2 separate regions of the Capsicum annuum genome follow, and region 1 is linked to region 2. The links are chromatin contacts, called in public Hi-C maps. All regions are on one chromosome and are shown on one strand. Each heading gives the region's core, a stretch centred on a gene start, on an enhancer-like site or on the middle of the called end of the contact. The rest is flanking DNA. Distances are from core to core; before and after follow the strand shown. Region 1 overlaps LOC107861735 (protein ROOT HAIR DEFECTIVE 3). Region 2 holds the start of LOC107861738 (WD-40 repeat-containing protein MSI4).

The links. A called contact is a pair of places that touch in the nucleus more often than the background predicts.
Region 1: a contact with region 2 is called in a Hi-C map of leaf, with 2.0 times the contacts expected there. The contact joins the enhancer-like site here to the promoter of LOC107861738 in region 2. A contact is called at or near these places in 5 of 5 Hi-C or Micro-C datasets (bud, leaf, pericarp and 1 more).

Annotation. Positions count from the first base shown.
Region 1 is chr3:268,361,564-268,368,214 of UCD10Xv1.1, forward strand. It overlaps LOC107861735 (protein ROOT HAIR DEFECTIVE 3), which reads left to right. Exons shown (of 23, transcript XM_016707086.2): 20 at 199-303; 21 at 931-1,025; 22 at 1,128-1,224; 23 at 1,958-2,643. The coding sequence ends at 2,209. Among protein-coding and RNA genes, the nearest start is that of LOC107861734, 4.5 kb to the right of the region's middle. Within about 2 kb of position 2,303, at least 3 of the 5 cell types and tissues checked have an H3K27ac peak or open chromatin away from gene starts, as enhancers often do. A contact at or near this core is called in bud, leaf and pericarp, where this site is marked.
Region 2 is chr3:268,297,282-268,303,633 of UCD10Xv1.1, forward strand. LOC107861738 (WD-40 repeat-containing protein MSI4) reads right to left here and starts at 3,407. Exons shown (of 15, transcript XM_016707089.2): 1 at 2,863-3,407. The coding sequence starts at 3,014.

The DNA.
Region 1 (6,651 bases), core at 1,053-3,552, 63 kb after region 2:
ACAAGCTAATCTTACTGCATAATCGGACGTGTTAATTACTTCGTTTTAATGATTTGATTTTTAGACCTGAAAGGACTACAAAGGCCCCTAAGAAATTTTTCGTCTTTAGGAACCAGACTTTTTTGTATGATTAAGTAATCTTTGCGTTGTATAATTCAGCCCATATAATTTTCATCTTGTGGTCAATTTATATTGCAGATCCCTCCATCTAGAACTTTGATTACACCTGTCCAGTGCAAGTCTTTGTGGAGGCAATTCAAGACGGAGACTGAATATGTTGTTTCACAAGCCATTGCTGCTCAGGCAAGATATTAGATGCTATTGCGCATCTCTTTCTACTTTTCTGACGGTGCATTCTTGTATGTCATCGTTTGGTTGTTGGTTGAATATGTTTGAAATGTTTCAATAAGGGTAGAAGGTCTTGTAATGCTGGGTATTTTCACTAAATAATGGTATTAGAACAGTTGGAAGTACAATTTTGTCCATCGAACACCAGAGATTTATCTTTTGCATCAAAGAGTGGGATGTACCTTTTGGTACTAGGCGCTTGATTGTCTTTCATGCAAGGTGTATGAATTCTAATTTTGAGTACTTAGAAGTTGGACAGTACGTAAAGCCTGTTTGGATTGGCTTTTGGCTGTTTTTTTTTTCAGCTTATAAGCCAAAAGCCATAAGCCTGGATTTCTAACTTATGACTTTTGGCTTATTTTTATCGATATTGACTTAAAACCAAGTGCATATAAGTACCTTTTTATTTTATCCAAACACTAAAAAAGTGCTTAAGAGCTATTTTGCCTTAAAAGCACTTACAATAAGCCAATCCAAACAGGCTCTTAAGCACCTGCAGGTGATGTTCTGCATCGTTTATCTTTATGTGAAGTTTGCCCTTCGTTCTTGATAGCTTCTGATGTTCTTTTATTCAACTTTCAGGAGGCTAGCAAGAGAAATAATAACTGGTTACCACCTCCATGGGCAATTGCTGCCATGGTTATATTGGGATTCAACGAATTCATGACTCTCTTAAGGTATTCCTCTTGACTTGTAGTTCATGAGCCCCTATATTTTACAGTATAACATGGTTCAACTCATAGCTCATGTGGATTTTACTTTTTTTTTTTCCCTTCCAGAAATCCTTTATATTTAGGGTTTATATTCGTCGCATACCTGCTATTTAAAGCTCTTTGGGTGCAAATGGACATCTCAGGCGAATTCCGAAATGGAGTTGTAAGTGCTGCTTTCTTAGAGTTCTAATGTTTGCAAACTAGAAGCAATTCAACCAAATATCTATTAGAAAAAAACAATTCAACCAAATATCTTTGTAAAAAGGAAAAACAATTCAACTAAATGACTCTTGCAGGTAAGGTTAGTCGCGTCTTAGAAGATTAAATATTTTTTCTTCACCCTGTAAGTACAACACATGGATGATATTCAGTTGCAAATGACGTTCTAAAGTTCTGTTCGACATAGTTACAAAAAGAGAAGTAATGAAGTAGTGATCTTCCCGTGGTGCTTCTCTTCATACGTTTGTATTTTCCTGGAGATGTTTTACCCTACCCTAGGAAACTAGGGGAAGGAAGAGAAAGGTAGGAGATGCTGGAAGTGAAATGATTCCCTTTCTGATCTTCCAAACAACGATCAACAGAACAGAAAATTTTAGAACATTTCCTTTCTTTATCTTCTTTCCTCTTGTTTCCCAGCAATGCAAGGAGTAGAGATCTAGGTTTGTGGTCCTCAAGTAGGAGGTTATTATCTCATTAGATTTGACCTTTCCTTTCTATTTTTGCGATGTTTTATAGTTCGTTGTTTGTATTTTAACTGGTGGTATGTGAGTCGAGCAACCAATGTGGCTTAATCTTATTTATCCTTTATAATTGCTTCTTTCACAAATTTGGACAAATGTGGGAACTTTTGAAATAATGATCTTTTCGGGGATGGTGATCTATATGCGTTTTGGCAGCTTCCTGGACTTATCTCTTTATCCACAAGGTTCCTTCCTACTGTCATGAATCTTCTTAAACGCCTAGCAGAGGAAGGGCAAGGCGTCGCAAGTGGTCAACCTCAGGGTAATCCTAATCCTGCTCTTGCTTCAAGGAGCTTCCGCGGTAGCACGAATGACAATGGTGATGTATCAACCAGCGCTACATCCGAAGTAACTTCAGAAAATGGAACAGAATACTCTAGCTCCTCGTTACATGACAAAACACAGTAAGCTATTGTTCATAAACACCACTCATTCCGTGACAGCAAAGTTTTTATGCTCATCACCAGACGTGGTACGGTGGGCACGATTATGCTTGATGGCTAGCAAATTTTATAGACGACGCTTGTGAAAGAACCAGACACTGGAGGCACTGAATTTTGTACACGGGGGCTGAAGTCCCCACTGAATAGGCTGTGTTTAATTTTCTCGTTTATCTTTTTTCAGTCGATTTTCTTTTGCTGGTGAACTAAGAGGGCCATTCTTTTCTGTGGTTTGTTTGTCATCACATTCTCCTGGTTTGCCATCAAAATTTTCTTGTGAGAAGTCTAATATAATGTCTGTATTTTTTATGGATAAGCTGATGAAAGATAGCAGAAACTATATTTTTTAATGAGATGGGAATTTCGTTAAGAATATTAGAGAATTTATGAAATGTTTTTCCACCCTTCTGTAATGTCCTCACTGTTTTTCTTTTTTGCCAAGACGCATGTAAAATATGTGCATCTTATCGAAGAGGGATATATTACATCGTAAAAAATGATTTATTAGCTATAATATTAGGGTCTATTTGTATATGTAAAAGGAATAATTCTAGCTAAAGAGACGGGATCCCTGCGCCTGACTAATGGAAGCAAGGGATCGATCGGGTTATTCTCTATAACCATAAAATATAAAACCAGAGACGTTCGATATGTAAGTTTGGCTGTAATTAGTTTTATTTTGAATTCTCACGGATCATGTTTTATATGTATTATGTGGATTAATCATGAATGAATTGGTATTTTTTTTGTGCTTTTTGTTACTCTTTCTATAAAATATTCGTCTTTTTAAAGGTTAAAAATGCTTGCTTGTATGAGCTTTAATGCAGAAATATGATTGTATTTATGATTGAGATCGACTATATGAATTTTTTTCTCCATTATTTCATTTAAGCTTATACCTATATGAATTGATTTGATAGTTTAATCTATCACAATCCTCCTATTTTTAGTAGTTTCTAGAACTAAGCATTTAGCCATAAAAACAGGTGAGATATAGTTCTTATAAAAAATGTACAAAAGTGAGATTGTATATTTACTATATTTAAGGTATAAGAAGAGTGTATCAACCACCAATTATTGAACTCCTAGGCTGTAACATACATTATTTATCTAGCTATATAAATATTAGTGGTTAGTCTTTTCTGGCTATTGTCAATTATTATTTGTTAACACCAAACAATTTAAAAGTATATATATGCGTAAGCTTGTTAGGATTTTTTTGGTGTTTATGGTTAATCGTTTTCTCCTTTGTTCTAGTCTATCTAACAAATATTAATTTACTGATAATTAAACTATTGTTGTTGACTAATTGTCATTATATATATATATATATATTTTTTTTGTATCGTAAAAATAAGAGAGAAAATTTTTAACATTTTCTCAAAAAAAAAAAAAAAAAAAAAAAAAAGTGACAAACATCTGTGGTCCATCTGGGTGCATTTATAATATTTCTCATAATATTATGTGAGTTACTTTCAAAGGTCTATTTCCTTAGCAACTAACTATGTTACGTGATTTATAAATATTGCAACAATGCATAGTACTTTTTCCCTATATAATCGCTCTTGACTGTTAAATAATTGCCTATATGAAGTTGAAATTGTTGAAACTAATTAGGAGGCGCCTCTACTATATTAAACATTTAAAAAAAGAAAATCCTATGTACGTACTAACACATAGTATCAAGAAAGTGCATTTAATTAATTACACAATCAAGTAATTTAACAGCCAAATTACATGTAATTAATTGGATCTGTCCTTAGCATATGAAATTGTAGAAGATAAAATAGAATGGAAAACTTATTTGAGGATCCTAATTAAATCACCTAAAACCATTTATTGAATACGTACATCTGTTAGATTTGAATCCATAATCCATAAATTCTGGATTCGCATCTAATGTGAAGTTGAATTTTGGAAATTTTAACAAAAAAGACCAATCTGAAACTTAAGGTACTGGTTTTATAAATGACTATTTCCAGTTTTCTTCAGAATTGTATGTACAAAGCTGTTGGTTTCATTTATTATTACTGCAAAAAGATGCAATTGTTTCCTTTTATTAACCAATTTCCAGCTGGATGGATATCTAAATATATATATGGAGGAAATAATAATATCAAGAATAGTGTGAGAAGGTACACCCTCATTCTCAAATTATGTGGCGTATAATTGGAATTTCAAAATTCAAACTTCTAAACTATGATCATAGAATTCAAACATAGAGATTTCGATCAAAGTAAATTTAATTAACTCTCAAAATTCTATCTATGTCACGTAAATTATAACAAAGGTGTGGCTAGCAAGAAGTAAAAATGTTCAAAGTCTCAATGTGAAATTGAATATATGTAGCTGGCTTCAGTAGGGGCTCCACCTCCACTATTCAATTTCCAGCCATTTTTCTTCAGTGGTACAAATTAAATTCTATAATATTAAAATAAATTTTTGCAATCATAATAATATGATAGCAAGGGTTCATATGTTTCTGAATTATATTCCGTCTAACTAACTAACTTACAGGTATATTTTAATTTTTTTATATATATATATATATATGTGTATGTTTATATAAAATCATTAAGTGGCCGGTGGAAAACGGACATTATTAAATACCGTCTCGAGAAAATTCGAAAAAGGAGAGGAGGAATAACACAGTGAAAGAAAAAGAGTTAAAAGAAAGAAAGATTTAATATTAGAATTGAATTTATAGTGAAAATGGAGAAAATATTATCTGTTGAGCTAATTAATTTACTACAACTAGTGAGTTATTCCTTCGTCTTAAATTATCTATGGTGATTTTTAAAAATAGGCTTTTCAAGTTATTTTAGAAGTGTGAGGCAATTTTTTTTTTAATCTGAGTGTTAATTATTGTTGGAGACTACAAAGATTTCAATAGAGTAAATATTTAATTAAGAGAGATTATTTTTTAAAACATAAATAAGTATAAAATAATCGAAACCTCCTCATAATTAGTACGAGTTTCTAATTAGTCATCTTTTAAGGGGCGTGTGAAAATTACGATGAATAATTTAACACGATGAAAATGACATTTAACTACTCAATAAGGAGCGTGTGAAAAAAAAACATGACAAATAATTAACATGAAGAAAATAACATTTAACTACTCAATAGGGGTATCGTGTGAAAAAAAACACGATAGATAATTTGACATGATAAAAATAATATTTACTTACCCAATAAAAAATGTGTGAAAAAAATACGATAAATAATTCGACATGATGAAAATAACGTTTAACTACTCAATATTTTGTGGATATAACTGAAGAATTTAACTTATCATTTGACTATGACCAAAGATGGCAAAATTATTTGAGGAAAAATATGATCCGTATAAATTTAGGCCAATCCATTTATTTTGATATATTCTAACCATAACAAATAAAAAAAAAAAACTACAAATTGTTACGTATAGATCCCCTGTAGCTGGGAAACTTAACTGATCTTATCTTAGAATCTGACAAGTCATAATGGGTAAATTAAACAAAAGAACGTGTGTATTTTTCTCACCATGAATTTTGAGATGCATATGGAAACGTGAAGAAAGATTCATTTCATATCTGTTGATGCCATAAACAGCTGTATATGTGTAAACCAAAGTTGCGGGGACTCTTTACTTTTTTATATTGTATTTGTATCGAATTCAGAATTTGATATATATTTGTTGATAAACTTCGAAAAGTCCGAGCAATATAGAGATCGTCGCAATATGAGATGACTTTTGTTCCCTCCGTATTGATTTACTTAGCTTCTATACTAAAATCGTTTTAGTTTTTTATTTTATTTTTATACTAAAAATAGTTGTTTTAGTTTGTTGTTTAATTTATCAAATCAAAAGAGTTTTATTGTATTTTTTCTCTTTCTACGTACTTAATAATTCATTCAATAACTACATAAAAAAAATAGCAGTTAAAATTGAGGTTACAAAGCATTGTTAATAAGGGAGTAGGTGCCTTAATAATTTACAAATGTATAAATCAATTATCTTTTACTTTTTGAAAATATCATGAGGAAAAATTCACGTAACAAACGAATGTATTTCATTCTCTTAGAACGAAATCATGCAGGGACAAAATACTACTATCAAATAATTAAATCCAGTGGGATAGTTAAAATTACTAGTACTAATTTTTACATAATTCATTTCAAATTTCAGTGCAAGTATTTTTTTCGGACAAGTCATTGGCTCACCCAATTTATTAACTCGGTCTATTTTAACCCGCCCTGGAATCACCTAAACAAACCAATTTTAACACAAACCATTGAGCAGATTGGGCAGATTATTCAAGTCTTTCTCAACGAAGAAGTCGAAGTTACTTCCTCCGTTTCGTTTTACTTGATCGTTATATTAAAACCATTTATTTCAGTTCACCTATTTAACTATGAAATCAAAAG
Region 2 (6,352 bases), core at 2,157-4,656:
AATGCAGCGAACAACAGGGAGTGCGAGTTAACAAAAACCCTAGATATGGAGATATAGAGGAATGGGGATGTGAGTGAGTATATAAATACGAACCGACAAGAGAGGGAAGGCCAAACGAGGCTATGGTTAGTAAACCAATCGTAAATAACAGCAATCGAAGACTTCCACCGAGTGTAATCTTCGTCTATCAATGGCGCTTTTTCTCCGCCTTTCTGCGCTCTCCTTTTCATTTCTCGGTTTCACGTTTTCCTGCCTCTCTACTCTGCTCTTATTTAGTACTTACTGCTAAAGTGACTTTTCCTTACTGCTACTATTAGAATGAGGGTCAACCCAACACGCAGAACAGTTTGTGCCTTCTAGGATTCCACTTAAATATAGTAGCTCTGGTAATAAATACACTTATTTTACAACCTAGGGTTTCCTATTCCTCATCAGATTGGATTTTTCTCCTTGCCATATTTAGAATTTTTGGTGATATTTTGAAAGAAAATTAAAGGTGTTGTATTTTAATAAAATTAATATCACGTGACAAAATCGTGTGTACAAGACTGGACTTGCACGTGAAACGCACGTGCCCAGAGACTAGGGGCTTATTAAATAGAAACTCATTACTACAGAACATTTGTATAAGAAAGGAAAAAATAAAATGAACATGAAGATTCAGAATGATTATTTTAAAAGAACAAATACATATTTTGCTTTTTGCTTCGTGCTTCTATACTTCGTAACTTATTTTCAGAAACAACCTCTCTATCTCCAAGAGGTAGCAATAAAGTTTGTTTACACTCTACACTCCCCACACACCACTTTGTGGGATTTCCAATGAGTATGTTGTTGTTGTTGTATTGTGTAACTTATTAAGTTCAACTTGATGCCATTAATGAAACGAATTAGTACTTCGCACCAAAAAAATACAAAATTATCACTGTAGAGCAAGAGTATTAATAACAAATGCACTAAACTAACAATGAGCAGTTCAAAATGCTAAATGCACAAAACAATAGGGAGTGTGAGTTTACAAAACCCCATATAGAGATAAATAGAGTGAGATAGACAAAGGAATTAGGATGTGAGTGAATATATATATATATATATAAATACAAATCGACAAGAGAGAGAAGACCAAAGAAGCTTATGGTTAGCAAGCCAATCGTAGATAACAGGAATCATAAACTTCCATCATGTGTAACATCCATCCACCGACAGCGCCTCTTCTCTGCCTTTCACCATTCTCTCTTTCATTCTCTCTTCCTCCTACTATCACGTTTTCCCGCCTCTCTTTCTGCTCTTATTTAGTACTCACTGATTAGGCCTGCTAAAAAGGCCTTTTACCTACAACTACTACTATTAGAAAATATGGAAGTTGGTACCTACAATAATTTTTCTGGAGCATATGAATTGAAAGGAACAAACAGGCATTTTAATTTTTGCTTCTATATTTTGTATTCCGTCTATTTTAGTTTGTTTGTCTTTATTTTCCTTTCTAGTCTATTTCAAAAAGAATGTCTCTTTCCTTTTTTGCCAACTTTTCAAATTAAGACCACGAGATTAAGGGACAGTTTGGTACATTCTGCATATCTTTAGTTTAATACCACAAGATTCAAAAGCCGTATTTACGTTAAACTTTATGTCAAATCAAAATCATACAAACAAATTAAAACATAGGGGAGTAGCTTATTTGCATCCCTTTTGATGCCATTAATGAAACCAATTAGTACTTCGCGCCAAAAAATAGAATTTTTCACTATAGACCAAGTATTACTCCCTTTGTTTCAATTTATTTGTGTTACTTTCCTTTTTAGACCATTTCAAAATGAATGAATATTTCTCTTTTTGGTGACTTTTAAAGGACATTTTGTTACATTCTACGTATTTTATGTTTAAGACCGCTGATTCAAAAGTTTCTTGCCTGTTTGGCCGTGGAAAAAACAGTTGGCCATAATATTCCAAAAAGTTCTGTTTTTTACTTTTTTTCACTATTTTCAAAAGTCCCAAAAACAACAAAAGCCTGTTTTCAATTTTTCCACTACAAATTACTCACGAAAATTCAAAAACAACTCTAATTTATTTCATGGACAAACACAACTCCAATTTTCAATATTATTTTCACTTTGAAAATGAAACATGGCCGAATAGATACTTAATCTCTTAACCGATGTGTCAAGTCAAACCAAACAAACAAAACAATAAATGCACCAAAACTTATAATGAGCAACCCAACAAGCTAAACACACCGAACAATAAAAAAATACGAGTTGAAAAAACCCTAGATACATAGAAATTAAGGACAAATAGAGGAATGAGGATGTAAGTGTGTGTGTGTGTATATATACGAACAGACAACAGAGGGAAGGGCAAAACTAATAATGAGCAATTCAACAAGCCAGATTTACCGGACCTTAAATAGTACGAGTAGGCCAAAACTAACAACAAGCAATTCAACAAACCAAACGCACCGAACCATAAATAGTACGAGTAGGCCAAAACCAACAACGAACAATCCAACAAGCCAATCGCACCGAACCATAAATAGTAGGAGTAGGCCAAAACTAACAACGAGCAATTCAACAAACCAAACGCACCGAACCATAAATAGTATGAGTAGGCCAAAACTAGCAACAAGCAATTCAACAAACCAAACGCACCGAACCATAAATTGTACAAGTAGGCCAAAACTAAAAATGAGCAATTCAACAAGCCAAACGCACCAAAATCATAAATACTACGAGTAGACCAAAACTAACAATAGCCAATTCAACAAGCCAAACGCACCGACCAAAAGACAGCACAAGTCAACAAAACCCTAGATACATGGATAGAAATTAAAGGAACATGAGTGAATGTACATATATATATACGAACCGACAAGAGAGGGAAGGCCAAACGAGGTTATGATTAGCAAGCCAATCGTAGAGAACAGGAATGAGTGATTTCCACTCCGTATAACGCTCCTCCACCGACTGCAGCGCCTCTTCTTCTTCTCCTCCTCTGCCTTTGTCTGTTCTTCCATTCATTTTCTCTCTGTTTTTTCCCTTTTCCCGCCTCTCTGCCTCTGCTGCTGAAAAGGCTTTTTTTTTTTTCTACTACTAATGGAAATGAGAGGGAGAACCCAACACGCAAAACAGTCTGTGCCCCTTATAAGATTCCACTTATATATATAGTACTCTTACACATTCATGTTGGAAGAAAAAATGAATTTTTGTGTACTACTTAGGTTTTTCTATTCCTCTAGGTTTTTCATCTTACCATATTTGGATTTTGGTTTTCCTTTTTTGGTGATGTTTTGAAAAAATTAAGTTCTGATAATGATATTTGAATATTGAAGTTGTGTTGGAATAAGTATTTTATTTGAAGAAATGTTGAACTTTTGTGAGGTTTTTCCTTTCGATAAGATAGTTAGAATCACTTTTCCAAATTTGAATGTGTAACTGGTAAGTAATTGTAGTCTATCGCTCGCAATATTCATGTTCTTTCAGAAATAATACGAGAAGATAAAGTATGAATTGTTAAAAGTAACGTAGGTATTTTTACGTGAAAAAATTCTTGCTCAAACGAAACAGAAAATTACTGAAGGATTTTTCCTAACTCTACAATAAACACGAGAAATTCATGGTTACAAATTCCTTTTATACATCTAAGGATTGTTCCCAACACCCAGGTCTCTCTGCCTACTGTGATTTTTCCTAATAGAGGCGAAGTCAGAATTTGAAGATTAGCGAAATTTTAAATGACTACTGAAGGATAATATCGTGTTTGAGGGGTCACTAGTGACGTCGGCAATGGTAAAATACAAGTATATAAGTTAAGGATGGATTCTGAGCTAATAATTGAAGTTTAACTTTGTCAAGACAATTAAGAGTGGTAATTCAATGATAAAAGTCGTGCATAATATGGAAATTGATGCGGGTTGGGATCCCGAACTTGTAGCTTTTGTTATATTTAAGCTTTTTAAATTAAAACAGAAAAATAAATGAAATGCGACAAATTGAAAATTTAATGGGTGCAGGTGCACCCCATTCATACACATGGGTCCATCTTTATTTCTTAATTGTCAACTCTACGATGACTATACTCAATCAGTAAAATTCATTTGCAGAACACAATAATAATCGACTAAAAATGTAATCAAAATCTCATTTTGAAACGCCAGATAACTCGAAAACAATATAGAAAACCTCTCTTTTTCTATTTTATTACCATCATGCCCCTACAATATGAACACAAATATCATTAAGGGGTCGTTTGGTAGAGTGTACTGAAAAATATAATGCATGCATTAATTAATGTGTACTGCTAGTACCTTATTTGATACATCTTTTTGCCTAGGTATAACTAATGCAAACATTAGTTATACACTCTATTGTGTATTGAGGTATGTACTACTAATACACATCATTTCCTACTATTAGTAATACAAAGACTTTAAACACACGCATTGACTTATTAAATGACCTTAATACCCCTCAATTTCCCTTTCAAAATATTTCAATTTCTTTTCCCACCATTTTAATTTGCAAAAGTGAATTTTCTCAAAACATTTCACAATTCCTTTTCCCACCATTTTAATTTACAAAGATGAATAGTTGGTTTAAATAACTCCAATAAATTTTTGCTTTGCTTCGAGGGTTTTTGTAAAAGATTAAAAAAAAATTGAGACTATTTCTTAATTTTACATCTTGTATTCAATTTTTGTTCCAACTATGCTAATCCGCCGGCATAACATTTCATTCGCAAAGACGAAGGGTCTTGCAATTAATCCTAAACCTCTATATACTAATTCAATAATACTAATTATGTTTGGGATGGCAAAAGAACTTTGTTGCAAAAAAGTGTACAAAGTCAAAGAAGGGTATTTTTGTAAACAAACATTTCTTTTATTAAAATTATGTAAGATATATTATCTCTAATACATCAAACCAAATAACGTATAAGAAACAATATCAGCATAACTAATACAAGCATAATTAATACACTATATTCTACATTGTTCTTATAAACTCTACCAAACGACTCCTAAAGGATAGGGGGATAAGTCTCATTTTACTTTTCAATTTGCCACAAATTACATGAGTGGTGGATCCTACATCTTTCATATATTTCCCATTTAAGTTTAATTTGAATATGGTAAGTATAATTACTTACCTTCTTTTTTTTAAAGTAAATTATTTAAATTTAGTATATTTAATTAATTTAATAAAATGATCGTTCATATTAATTAATTATAACTAATTAATATGTTATTCCTATGAGTTATCTATGATTACTACTAGAAATGATAAAATTCTGTTAGCTTAAGCTGGAAAGCAAAGCTTAAGTATCAATCAAATGTGCTAACTCCTATCCCTTTTTCGATGTGAGATAGTCAACCCTTTTTCGATGTGAAATACTTAACACTCCCACCACGCCCAAACCTCATTGACTGGAGCATGAACACAATATAATATGGGGGCCCAACATCGGTGAACAAAGATCTAGGACGTGAACACAATATAATATGAGGCCCAAACCTAACTGGAGCGTGAACACAATATAATATAGGGGCCCACCAACAACGGTGAACAAAGATTTAGAATGAGTCTGACTCTGATATCATGTTAAGAATGAATCTTGAGCCTAACTCAACCTCAAAATCTAGCTCATGAGGAGGATTGCTACTGATCCGTTTTCGATGCGGGACTTTAACACATAAATTACTAAAACCCCAAGATTATCAAAAACCCCTAATCATTCAAAATATTGTTATTAACACCATAATCCAACAAAAAAAGACTCATATATTTTTGTCTTACAAAAAAATAAAAAAGATTGAGTGTCGTGAACATACAGTTTGAAAATCTCGAGGATCAACACCAGGAAGATAAAAGGAGTGAGCTGAAGATAACAGAGAAATGAAGATGCCAATGAGCCACCACAATGATCTTTGATTATCCATCTTCATCACTCAACTGTGAACAATGGAGCTACACACCCAGCCTTTTTCTTTTATGCAACGAAAACGAAAACTACAGTATTTTATAAGTAGTAGTATTTCTATTTACAGGTTTTTCTATTTAATTCTCTTTTTTTGTGTTTCTTTATTCATGTTGCTCTATCCGTTTATCTCATTCTTTTGCCCTTATGATATGTTTACCAAGTAATTCAACATTTTTCTATTACTAATAGATTTATTTTTAATTAAAAGAAATTTGAGGTAAGAGAAATGCGAGAGAAGATTATAATATAGGAGATCAATAATCGTCAATAACATGAAAGTAATTTATTTTATAAGCCTTTTGTAATTTTTTATTTCTATAATAAGTTAGTCGATTATTTTAAATTGTATCTTAAACATTAATATGACATTCTTATTAAA